Regions from separate parts of the Mus musculus genome. Here region 2 is linked to region 1. A link is a contact called in public targeted proximity ligation data. All regions are on one chromosome and are shown on one strand. The core of a region is the stretch at or near the end of the contact, and the rest is flanking DNA. Distances in the headings are between cores, read along the strand shown.

What was found.
Region 2: a contact with region 1 is called in a targeted proximity ligation map of pancreatic cancer cells. A contact is called at or near these places in 5 of 39 promoter capture datasets (the 3T3-L1 cell line, embryonic stem cells, hippocampal neurons and 2 more), 8 of 484 Hi-C or Micro-C datasets (the G1E-ER4 cell line, the NIH/3T3 cell line, embryonic stem cells and 5 more), 15 of 130 datasets of targeted methods (bone marrow-derived macrophages, embryonic basal ganglia, embryonic hindbrain and 6 more) and 2 of 9 other capture datasets (adipose tissue and liver).

Annotation. Positions count from the first base shown.
Region 1 is chr19:4,034,955-4,040,860 of GRCm38.p6, reverse strand. It overlaps Gstp1 (glutathione S-transferase, pi 1), which reads left to right and starts at 2,949. Exons shown (of 7, transcript NM_013541.1): 1 at 2,949-2,998; 2 at 3,241-3,276; 3 at 3,465-3,571; 4 at 3,670-3,757; 5 at 4,070-4,173; 6 at 4,930-5,037; 7 at 5,200-5,450. The coding sequence starts at 2,998. The coding sequence ends at 5,388. Gstp2 (glutathione S-transferase, pi 2) reads left to right here. Exons shown (of 7, transcript NM_181796.2): 6 at 46-153; 7 at 322-573. The coding sequence ends at 510.
Region 2 is chr19:4,265,443-4,270,742 of GRCm38.p6, reverse strand. It overlaps Ssh3 (slingshot protein phosphatase 3), which reads left to right and starts at 1,510. Exons shown (of 14, transcript NM_198113.3): 1 at 1,510-1,728; 2 at 2,158-2,198; 3 at 2,765-2,996; 4 at 4,106-4,221; 5 at 4,297-4,368; 6 at 4,571-4,636; 7 at 4,745-4,933; 8 at 5,040-5,133. The coding sequence starts at 1,663. Ankrd13d (ankyrin repeat domain 13 family, member D) reads left to right here. Exons shown (of 15, transcript NM_026720.2): 15 at 194-563. The coding sequence ends at 407.

The DNA of each region.
Region 1 (5,906 bases), core at 1,700-4,199:
TGTGACAGTGGGAGGATGGTACATCTTTGGGTGTCTCCCTGGCAGGAGAATGGTAAGAATGACTACGTGAAGGCCCTGCCTGGGCATCTGAAGCCTTTTGAGACCCTGCTGTCCCAGAACCAGGGAGGCAAAGCTTTCATCGTGGGTGACCAGGTGAGCATCTCTTGCATTGCCTTTGCCTTGTGGATAAGGACAAGAGGGAGCCATATGTAAAGTGGAGCAGAGCTAAGGGGTGGAGGTGGGGGTGAGGGCCCTCAGCTCTCTGCCCCCCAGCCCCAGCCTCCTCCCAGCTGCTGAGACCCACACCTCCTGCCCCTGCAGATCTCCTTTGCCGATTACAACTTGCTGGACCTGCTGCTGATCCACCAAGTCCTGGCCCCTGGCTGCCTGGACAACTTCCCCCTGCTCTCTGCCTATGTGGCTCGCCTCAGTGCCCGGCCCAAGATCAAGGCCTTTCTGTCCTCCCCGGAACATGTGAACCGTCCCATCAATGGCAATGGCAAACAGTAGTGGACTGAAGAGACAAGAGCTTCTTGTCCCCGTTTTCCCAGCACTAATAAAGTTTGTAAGACAGAAGAGGTGTCTTTGGTGCCGTTTCCTGTTGAAAAGGGGGCTCTGGGACCCTCAGGCTGGAAAAGGGCAGAGGACAGGAAACTTGCACATAAGGGTGGGACCAGGACATCTTCCTGCTTAATATTTGCTGACCTTTGAAACAGGAAGGGGTTAAGAGCAGAAGAAGAAGAGAAATTAGGGCTGGAGAGATGGCTCAGCAATTAACAGCATTGACTGCTCTTCAGGAGGTTCTGAGTTAAAATCCCAACAACCACATGGTGGCTCACAACCATCCATAATGAGAACTTATGCCCTCTTCTGGTGTGTACTTACATATAATAAATAAATCTAAAAAACAAAACAAAACAGTGGGCATAGTGGTGCATGCCTTTAATCTCAGTACTTGGGAGGCAGAGGCAGGCGGATTTCTGAGTTCGAGGCCAGCCTGGTCTACAAAGTGAGTTCCAGGCCAGCCAAGGCTACACAGAGAAACCCTGCCTCTACCCCCACCCCCACCCCAACTCTCTCATACACACACACACATATATATATGAATGAGCTGGGCAGTGGTGGCGCACACATTTAATCCCAGCACTTGTGAGGCAGAGGCAGGTGGATTTCTGAGTTGGAGGCTAGCCTGATCTTCAGAGTGTAGGAGTGTACAGAGTTCCAGGACAGCCAGATCTATACAGAGAAACCTTGTCTTAAAAACCAGGGACAAAAAAGGAAAGAAAGGAAGGAAGGAAGGAAGAACGGAAGAAAGAAAGGAAGGAAGGAAGAAAGAAAAGTGAACCAACATGTAATGAAGGGGGCCCCATGTTGATTTGCCAGTCAGTCCCAGGAATACTCAACACCTGGCTGCAGGCCAGAGCTAATTCCCTGGCTTTGGATGGGCTAAGGAACTGTGACCCGAGGCTGGCCTGGTGGAGGGTCACAAACTGTACAGAGGGCCTCTGCTTACCTTGCTGGTGATACGTGAGTTTTGTTGCCCCCTACACATACAAGCCAAGGTGAGTTAACAAGAGTTCTCAGAGTAAGTAAGACACCGAGGAGAAGATAAAATCTTATCTAAACAGAAATCTAACTTTTAGTGGATTTTGTTTGCTTCTTCTTTTTTTTTTTTTTTTTTTGTCTTGTTCTTACTAGCCCTGAGAGTTAAAATTAGAAGGATTATCGGGCTGAAGAGATGCCCAGCAGTTAAGAGCACTGACTGTTCTTCCACATGTCCTGAGTTCAATTCCCAGCAACCACATGGTGGTCCATAACCATCAGTGATGGGATCTGATGCCCTCTTCTGGTGTGTCTGAAGACAGCTACAGTGTACTCACAAACATAAAATAAATCTTTAAAAAAGATGTCACTAGGGGTGATTCTTTTAAACCAACTGAAAAATCATTCAGTTTTATGTAATGAAAGTTTTACACAATACAGAGATGTCATAACAGAATAAAGACTCCAGATTCAGTAAATGTGCACCTATGTTATGTGGGGCTTGGATTGGCCTGTTTAAAGGTGGAGAATCATACAGATGAATTTTTTTTCTTCACCTTATTTTTTTGAGACAGGGTCTCTTACTCAACCTGGAGCCTACCTGTTCATCTAGACGGGTCAGCTAACAAAACTCAAGATTTGTCCCTATTCTCACAGAGCTGGGGTTCCTTTTTTTTTTTTTCTCCTAAGACAAAAATCTCATGTGTAGCCTTGGCTGTCCTGAGATTCACTCTGTAGACCAGGCTGGCCTCAAACTCACAGAGATCTGCCTGCCTCTCTTCTGAGTGCTGAGATTAAAGATGAGAGCCTCCGCCACCACCTGGACTAGAGTCGGGATTCTGTATGCGTGCTGCACCCTTTTTATGTAGGTGCTGAGGTGAGAAGAAGGTGCTCGAACTTGTGTAGTACGTACTTTACCTGCTGCACCATCTCTCCAACCCTGTTAGTCTCGTTTATTTTTATCATTTATTTGGTGTTTGTGTCGAGTGTGAGGAGTTAGGATAACAATTTTCTGATTACTCCTGGCGAAGGTCAAATGATCAAATGAAGCTCTTTGGGAGGAGAAAGAAGTTGGTGAGTTAAGGATGGCCACTAGTGGAATCTACTACAGAGGTTGGTAGATGGGGACAGGCAAAAGGCTGACAGAGTTGCACATGCTGCAGAAAGCTGTCCAGCTCCAGTACAAAGTGGAAGGGAGCTGGACACACCCTTCTCGGAGCAGGACCAAAAAATGAACCCAGCACCGCTGCAGACTCGGGTCCCACAAGCGAGTGTCCCCGGCAGGAGGCGGGAGCTGCAGAGCTCCGCTACCGGCTTCTCTCTCCAACGTGTTGAGTCAGCATCCGGGGCGGAGCGCGATGCCCCTTATAAGGCTGGCGGCCCGGTGGCCTACGCGTGCGTCCTCACTCTGAGTACCCCTCTGTCTACGCAGCACTGAATCCGCACCCAGCAGGCAGTGAGTCCGCTCCGCACAGCTTCCCAGGACAACCAGCTTGCAGCTGTCGGGGCCTGGGCTCGCTCACGACTGGCGCTCTTTGCACCGGGCAGCTTGCAACAGGAGCCTGGGGCGTGGGGTGGGGGATGGGGAGGCGTTTCAAACCAGAGAAGGGACCCGGGAGATGGGGTGGGAAAGTGTACCACTCTGAAACCTAATCATTACCCCTTTTCTACCTAACATTCTTCTCTTGTCCACCCCAGTGCCACCATACACCATTGTCTACTTCCCAGTTCGAGGTAAGACCAAATGACTGCAGGAAGGGGAGGTCTGGGGTAGGGGTTGCAGCCCACCATTCCTATCCTCCATGAAGAAATTCCAGTTCATTTTTTATTCTCCTTCTGGTTGCAAGTGGTCCTTGTACTTGAAATTGCTTTGAGGCTGGGCCTGAATGCTGTCCCCAAATCCTTACCCTGACTCCATACAGGGCGGTGTGAGGCCATGCGAATGCTGCTGGCTGACCAGGGCCAGAGCTGGAAGGAGGAGGTGGTTACCATAGATACCTGGATGCAAGGCTTGCTCAAGCCCACTTGTGTGAGTGACACCCGTAGTGGAGGGGGCAGAGGTAGGGCCTTAGGAGGGCTGTGACTGGGAGGCAGCAGCATCACCAAGGTTCTTGTTCCTCCCTCCAGCTGTATGGGCAGCTCCCCAAGTTTGAGGATGGAGACCTCACCCTTTACCAATCTAATGCCATCTTGAGACACCTTGGCCGCTCTTTGGGTAAGTCCTGAACCCAGGTGGTCCAGCTGGTGGGCAGGGTGGTGGGGGGGGTATCAGTTATTGTTTCAGGGGGTATCTGCCCAGCTGGCCACTCCCTTTTTAGTTTTGAGTTGACAGAGCAAAACAGGGACACACAGAGATTATTCTTGTTCAGGCTGCATCTGTGGTCTGCCTGCCATGGCTTCCTGTTGCCTTTCATGAGCTCGGGTCTCACATGACTGCCCATATCCCCTCCCCCAAGACCTCGACCTACCAACAGCCACATGCCTGAGGAAATCAGGGATCAGTCATGCTGTCTCTCTCAACCCGTAGGGCTTTATGGGAAAAACCAGAGGGAGGCCGCCCAGATGGATATGGTGAATGATGGGGTGGAGGACCTTCGCGGCAAATATGTCACCCTCATCTACACCAACTATGTGAGCCTAGATCCCGGGGAGTGGGGGTTGGGAGCGATGGGCAAAGGAGCTTTGTGTATTTTTGCCTCCCTAGTTTCCTTTCCTGTATCAGAGCCCGAAGCAGGGTAGGGCAGTCTGGGGCACTGTAAAGAGGGCCAATAGACAGCTTCAGGAGAGGTCAGCGGGTGCAGATAGGAAGAGTGTGTGTGCCCTCACGTGTGTGGGTGTGTGCATAGGGGCAGAACATGAAGAGACAGAGCTGGGGCAGAAGGCCAGGTCCTAAAGCCCTTGGACCAGCTGGCTTGGACTCTGTGGGGCTGTTGAAGAGTCTGTTCATGGCTGGATTTAAATGTGAAGCTCCGAATGATCCTCAGGGTGCCAGCTCTGAGAGCTTTACTATGATAAAGACCAGAGAACTTAGCTGGGGGTGGTAATGCACACCTGCAATCACAGTAGTTGGGTGGCCTGAGCTACACTGTGAGCTGTCCAGGGCAGCCTATGGTAGGGAGGGAGAGCATAGAAGGGATGGAGTGGTTGAATGGTGTAAGAAAGAATTAGCAGCTGAAGTGACTGAGACCTGGTCAAAGCCTGGGTGTTGGCAGCAGGCACAGTGGTGGCTAGTCTCCTGACACCAGGCAGCCCAGGAAGTAGGTAGTGGTAGGCCATGTCCCTGGGGGGTGGGGTATATCTGGAATTCATTACAGGGCAGCAGGAGTCCAGTGCCCAGGGCACTGTGACAGTGGGAGGATGGTACATCTTTGGGTGTCTCCCTGGCAGGAGAATGGTAAGAATGACTACGTGAAGGCCCTGCCTGGGCATCTGAAGCCTTTTGAGACCCTGCTGTCCCAGAACCAGGGAGGCAAAGCTTTCATCGTGGGTGACCAGGTGAGCATCTCTTGCATTGCCTTTGCCTTGTGGATAAGGACAAGAGGGAGCCATATGTAAAGTGGAGCAGAGCTAAGGGGTGGAGGTGGGGGCCCTCAGCTCTCTGCCCCCCAGCCCCAGCCTCCTCCCAGCTTCTGAGACCCACACCTCCTGCCCCTGCAGATCTCCTTTGCCGATTACAACTTGCTGGACCTGCTGCTGATCCACCAAGTCCTGGCCCCTGGCTGCCTGGACAACTTCCCCCTGCTCTCTGCCTATGTGGCTCGCCTCAGTGCCCGGCCCAAGATCAAGGCCTTTCTGTCCTCCCCGGAACATGTGAACCGTCCCATCAATGGCAATGGCAAACAGTAGTGGACTGAAGAGACAAGAGCTTCTTGTCCCCGTTTTCCCAGCACTAATAAAGTTTGTAAGACAGAAGAGGTGTCTTTGGTGCTGTTTCCTGTTGAAAAGGGGGCTCTGGGACCCTCAGGCTGGAAAAGGGCAGAGGACAGGAAACTTGCACATAAGGGTGGGACCAGGACATCTTCCTGCTTAATATTTGCTGACCTTTGAAACAGGAAGGGGTTAAGAGCAGAAGAAGAGAAATGAACCAACATCTAATGAAGGGGGACCCATGTTGATTTGCCAGTCAGTCCTAGAAACACTCAACACCTGGCTACAGGCCAAGCTAGTTCCCTGCCTTGGGATAGACTGAGGCACTGTGACCTGAGGCTGGCCTGGTGAAGGGTCACAAACTATACAGAGGGCCTCTGCTTACCTTGCTGGTGATGTGTGAGTGTCTATCTCTGAAATGTTGTGATCACAGCTGTGGACTGTGCTCAGGTTGTTCCTGCAAGTTTCTCTCCTTGGCCTCAATATTCTGTGCTTGA
Region 2 (5,300 bases), core at 261-2,760, 230 kb before region 1:
GAAGCCAGGGAGTTCTGATCCAAGGGCTCCATGCCTTCACATGGCAAAATGCTGCTTACCGTGGGGAGCATGAAGAGCCAAAAGAGGGCCTGCTTGTCTCTGTCCCTGACACCTTGTTCTCAAAATTGCATGGGCTTGGCTCCTCCCCAAGCCTTCTCACTGGTCTGCTCTCCCCTCAACCCTTACCCTGAAGGGCCCTGCAGGAAAGCCTACAGCTGTCCACAGAGTCCAGGGGTCCAGAATCTCCTCAGAAGACACCTCCATCCCCTGCACCCCCAAGCTTTGAGGAGCAGCTTCGCCTGGCCCTGGAGTTGTCTTCAAGGGAACAGGAGGAGTTGGAGCGACGGGGTCAGCAGGAAGAAGACGACTTACAGCGGATCCTGCAGCTGTCACTCACAGAGCACTGAGTTGCCTGGCCTTGGGACGGCTCCCCAGGGCCATGCCTTCTGCCTGGTTTTGTAATTTATTTATTTATAAACTGTCTGCTGCTGAGCTTGGGACCTGGGCACTGAAGATAGGCTAGCAGTGAGACTGAGGTGGAAATAAAGAGACCATCAGCAGTAGGCTTGCTGTCCTGCGTGGTCTGGAACCAAGGGGACACTGGATGGGGTTACTGATGGGTAGTCCTCGCTGGAGCTGGCACTGAGCAGCTTTGGAGCCTCCATTTCTACAGCTAGAAAATAAGACCACTTCTCACGGGGCAGGAGTTCCTGGAGATTCTGAAATTTCCCTGGATGCTACCCCAACCCCAGGTTCTGCCTGCCACCCAGCCTGATGGTCCATACTCCCGCTGGGCTGGGTCTTCCTATTCTACCTACTGGGGGAAGCTCCCACCTCATCCCCAAAACTCAGGCACAGGTTCCCCCTGTTTCAAGTATTTTCTACCAGAATGAACCTTTAAGCAAGTCACTCTCTGGGGAAGGGGCTCAGCCCTGTCCTAGTCACCCCTAGGGTGGACCTGAAATGCGTACAGGTATTGGGGACTATTGCAAAAATTCCAAAAAGGCCTTCTGTTCTCCCAGATCTTCTCAAGAGTAGAGGAATGACAGCCAAGCAGAAAAGAGAGCAAGTTTGGAATGGGGTGGTAGATTTAAGACCCATTGCCTCCCAGGTATGGTGGCGCATGCCTCTAATTCTAGTGCTTGGGAGGCAGAGGCAGGTGGATCTCTGGGTTTTAGGCGACTTGCTCTATATAATGAGTTTCAGGTCTGTCAGCTACATAGTGAGACCCTGTCTCAAAAACAAAACTGTTGCCCTTGCTCCTTCCTTTCCAAGAAACCATAGCATAAACCAAACAGTGGGGGTCCAAGTCTTACTGGGTGCAGCAAGAAGGGTTGAAAGCCTTCTGTGGGCAAAGCGACCAAAGCAGGGAAAGTGAGGTCTGGGCTCACCTGCGCCACGCCCTTGACCACGCCTCTAGCGCGGTCGGGGCGGGGCAAGCTGAACCGAGACCGCAGGGGCGGGGCCGCTGTCGCTCGGTACCAGCTCTACGCGACCAGACTGGTCATGAGTCGGGCCCTTTAAGGGCCGCTCCCGAGGAGGTGCCAGGCCCTGGTGGCTCCAATCTCTTCTTCCTGGTTGTGCGAAGGCAGGGACTGACCGTAAGGCTGAGGGAGGGGTCGTGCCGGGTGTTCGCCCAGGTGTTCCGGGCCTGCCTACCTTATGGCGCTGGTCACAGTGAGTCGCTCGCCGCCGGCAAGTGGCCACTCCACGCCTGTGGGACCCACGGTGAGTTTAGCTTGGTTTTACGCTCTTACAGTTGGCTGCCAAGGTAGGCCTTAGGGAGCAAGTCCTGCCCCTAGCAGACGGCTGGGAGTAGGCGGAGGGGGACCTTGAGTCTCACGTTTTAAGGCACTTGGGAGGCCCTGAGGCTCCCAGGAGCTCGACGTAGGTAGATGCGGAATCCTGAGAACCGCCCGGGTCTGTTGAAGCCCAGATCTGCCCAAATACCTCCCACACTCTGCAACCCCCTATCCTTGCAGCACTGCTGTACCTGGACTTAGGCCGGGTTTCTCTGGGGCCTGTTGGAGGGGAGCGGCTTCAGAGGAAAGAGATTTCTTTTCCACCTAGCGCTCCCTTGTAGGAAGAGGAGAGGCTTTTGGGTGCTTCCTGTCCTGGAAGCTGCTCTCTTACTCTATTCCCGGGCTGCTTTCTCAGCAGGACCGAGTGGTAAGACGCAGAGGCCGGCTCCAGCGCAGGTGAGTTCTGTCTGACAAATGCTTCCTTATAGCCTGTGGCCTAGCTGCTGCCATTGTGGACTCCTGATGTCTTGCTTGGACCAAGGACTCACTTAAGTATTGTCAGATAAACTCATGCTTAGGTGGGAGGCAGATGCTGTGGGTGGAGCTGGCAAACATCACATCTCTGGCTTGTGGAAGAACCAGCATGGTTAACTTAGCCCTGGCCAGTAGATGCTTTCACACATTACCTGGACCTTGGCTCGCCCAGTAATCCCAGGACCAAGGGCAGGATGGGACCTGAAGGAGTATAAGTGCTTAAACAAGTTTATAGCATCTGAGTCCACCCCGAAAAGGAACACATTCCAAAGGTGCAAAACAAGGTGAGGAGGAGCCTGAGAGCCCAAGGCTGGCTCTAGGTGCCTACCGCTATCAGGGTCCTGGTTACAAAAGTGCAAACTGTGCCTCACTCCGGCCCATCTGACTCTGGAGAGCGGGCCAGCAGCCCACTTCCGCCAGCCAGGGGACTCAGCCTCCCTAAAGTTTGAAAACCTATGACCTGAACCATGTCCCCATCGCTCTGCCAGGCAGAGTTTTGCGGTGCTCCGAGGGGCTGTCCTGGGACTTCAGGATGGAGGGGACAGTAATGTTGCATCTGAGGCTGACTCTGAGCCAATGGAGGAACCCTCAGGTGAGGAACAGCCCACCGAGGACCAGACTGACAAAGGGCAAGGACTCCAGAGTCCCTGGAAACAAGTGCAAAAGCGGCACCTGCACCTCATGGTGGAGCTGCTGAGGCCGCAGGATGATATCCGCCTGGTAAGGAACCACCCGGAGCTCATGTCTATCTAAGATCAGTGCTATGAGATCTGGGGCCACAACAACTCTGCCACTTCATCTAGAGACAGCAAGGCAAGGGCATATCTGTCTCTGGAGGGCTGGGAATGGACAAGGGAGGTTTGTCCCCTGTGAGCCAAGAGCTGGGGTTATATGAGGGAGGTCTCTGTTAATCCACAGGAGGCCTCTGTTGATACTAGTGAGTTGCCCAGAGATGGACTCATACTCCCAGGGTTGTGTAGTACGCCTTGGCAGCTAAGTGCCAGTCAGGCGACCAGAGCACCCAAGAAGTCTGGGATCCCCTGGAACCTAAGGGCCAGCTCCAGAAAGTGTGTGGAGGCAGACACTTCTTGTTGGCAGCAAAGAATGAAGAAGATTCGAGCTTTGGAAAAGCTGTTTAGAACAGAAGCCCTAGGGTTTTGTTGTTTGTCTTTTTTCTTACATGTTTTGGTGTTTTGCATGCATGTATGTCTGTGTGAAGGTATCAGAAGCTTTGGAACTGGAATTACAGACTGGTGTGAGCTGTCATGTGGGTGCTGGGAACTGAGTCTGGGTCCTCTGGAAGATTAGCCAATGCTTTTAACCATTGAGTCATCTTTCCAGCCCCAGGAATGTTGTTCTAAGCCATTATAAGATGAAATCTTTCTAGCATGTGTGAGGCCCTACATCTAATTCCTAGCACCACAAAAACAAAGATTAATATCTGTGGTAGGAGGCATTTCTCAAATAAAATATTTGCTAGTAGCAGGGCTAGAGAGGTGGCTCAGGGGTTAAGAGTTCTGACCGTTCTTCCAGAAGACCCTTAGTTCAGTTGTCTCTTGAAGGCCGCAAGAAGGATGGCCGCCTTCTCACTCAGATACTCTCTTGCGGAAACTGCCAGAAGTAGCACAGTTTTGGGGGTCAGACTTCAAAAGACAGTTTGTTGAGTCACAAACTGCAAAAAAGGAGTACCACTATATTCTCCAGTAGCCACTGATCTTCTGTCTAGGAATTGGTGGTACAGGGGCTGTCAAGATGTGAGCTGTGTCCATGTGGAGTGAAGAAACAGATCCTGGAGCTCCTATAATTCAGGGCCTCTTCCATCTTTCTAGGCAGCCCAGCTGGAGGCAGCCCGACCCCCCAGACTTCGCTACCTGCTGGTAGTATCCACGGGAGAAGAACTGAGTGAGGAGGCCATCCTGCTTGGGGTGGACTTCCCTGACAGCAGGTAGGAGCAGGGAGAGAAGGGTTGGGCCAAGGCTGTGAGGTGCTGAGGAACAATGGCTCTCCTGTCCCCTGCCAGTTCCCACAGCTGCACCCTGGGCCTGGTCTTGCCCCTCTGGAGTGATACCCAGGTGTACCTGGACGGCGATGGGTAAGAGGCAGCAACAGGAGGGGAGAGAGAAGAATGGGGAGGCAGGCATTGAACAGTGGGGCGGTGCTGGGACCTACTTTCTTATACGTTATGATCTTGGGCAAGTCACCTAACTCTGGGCCTCAGCATCCCCATATCTGGCAAATGAACAGGTTCTCTGAGAGCCTGGTATTTGGTTCCACCCTCCCTGGGTCTCCTGCAGGGGCTTCAGTGTGACATCTGGTGGTCAAAGCCGAATCTTCAAGCCTGTCTCTATCCAGACCATGTGGTAAGCGCTGCAGAGCCCTAACCTTGGGCCAGGCTCTTAGGTGGCAGCCAGGCCCAGGAGAGGGAACCAAGTAGGACTGAGTGACTTAGCCCCTCTTTCTTGTCCCAGGGCCACACTGCAGGTATTGCACCAGGCATGTGAGGTAGCTCTAGGCAGTGGCCTTGTGCCTGGTGGCAGTGCCCTTGCCTGGGCTACTTACTACCAGGAGAAACTCAACTCTGACCAGGGTTGCCTCAATGAGTGGATGGCCATGTCTGACCTGGAGTCCTTTCGACCACCTAATGCTGAGCCTGGACAGTCAGTACCAGGGCAGGGGTTGGGGGATGGGGAGGAGGAGGAGGAGGAGGTGGTGGTGGTGGTGGTACCTCAGTGAAATGGCCTCTTACTAAAGGATCACTACCAGGGCTTCAGAGCAGGAAAAGATGGAGCAGGCGATCCTGGCTGAATTGTGGCAGGTGTTGGACACCAGTGACCTGGACAGTGTCACTTCTAAAGAGGTGGGCAGGGTGGCTGGGCCCAGAGCCTGAGACTCGCCTTTCCTTGGGGCCTTTCTCACCCTGCTTTCCTCTAGCACTAAGCCAGTCCCAATCCCTGACTTCAGTTCTGTGTAGATGGGTCAGGGTACTGTCCTCAGAGGCTTCACGATGGAGCCTCTTCTCTTGCC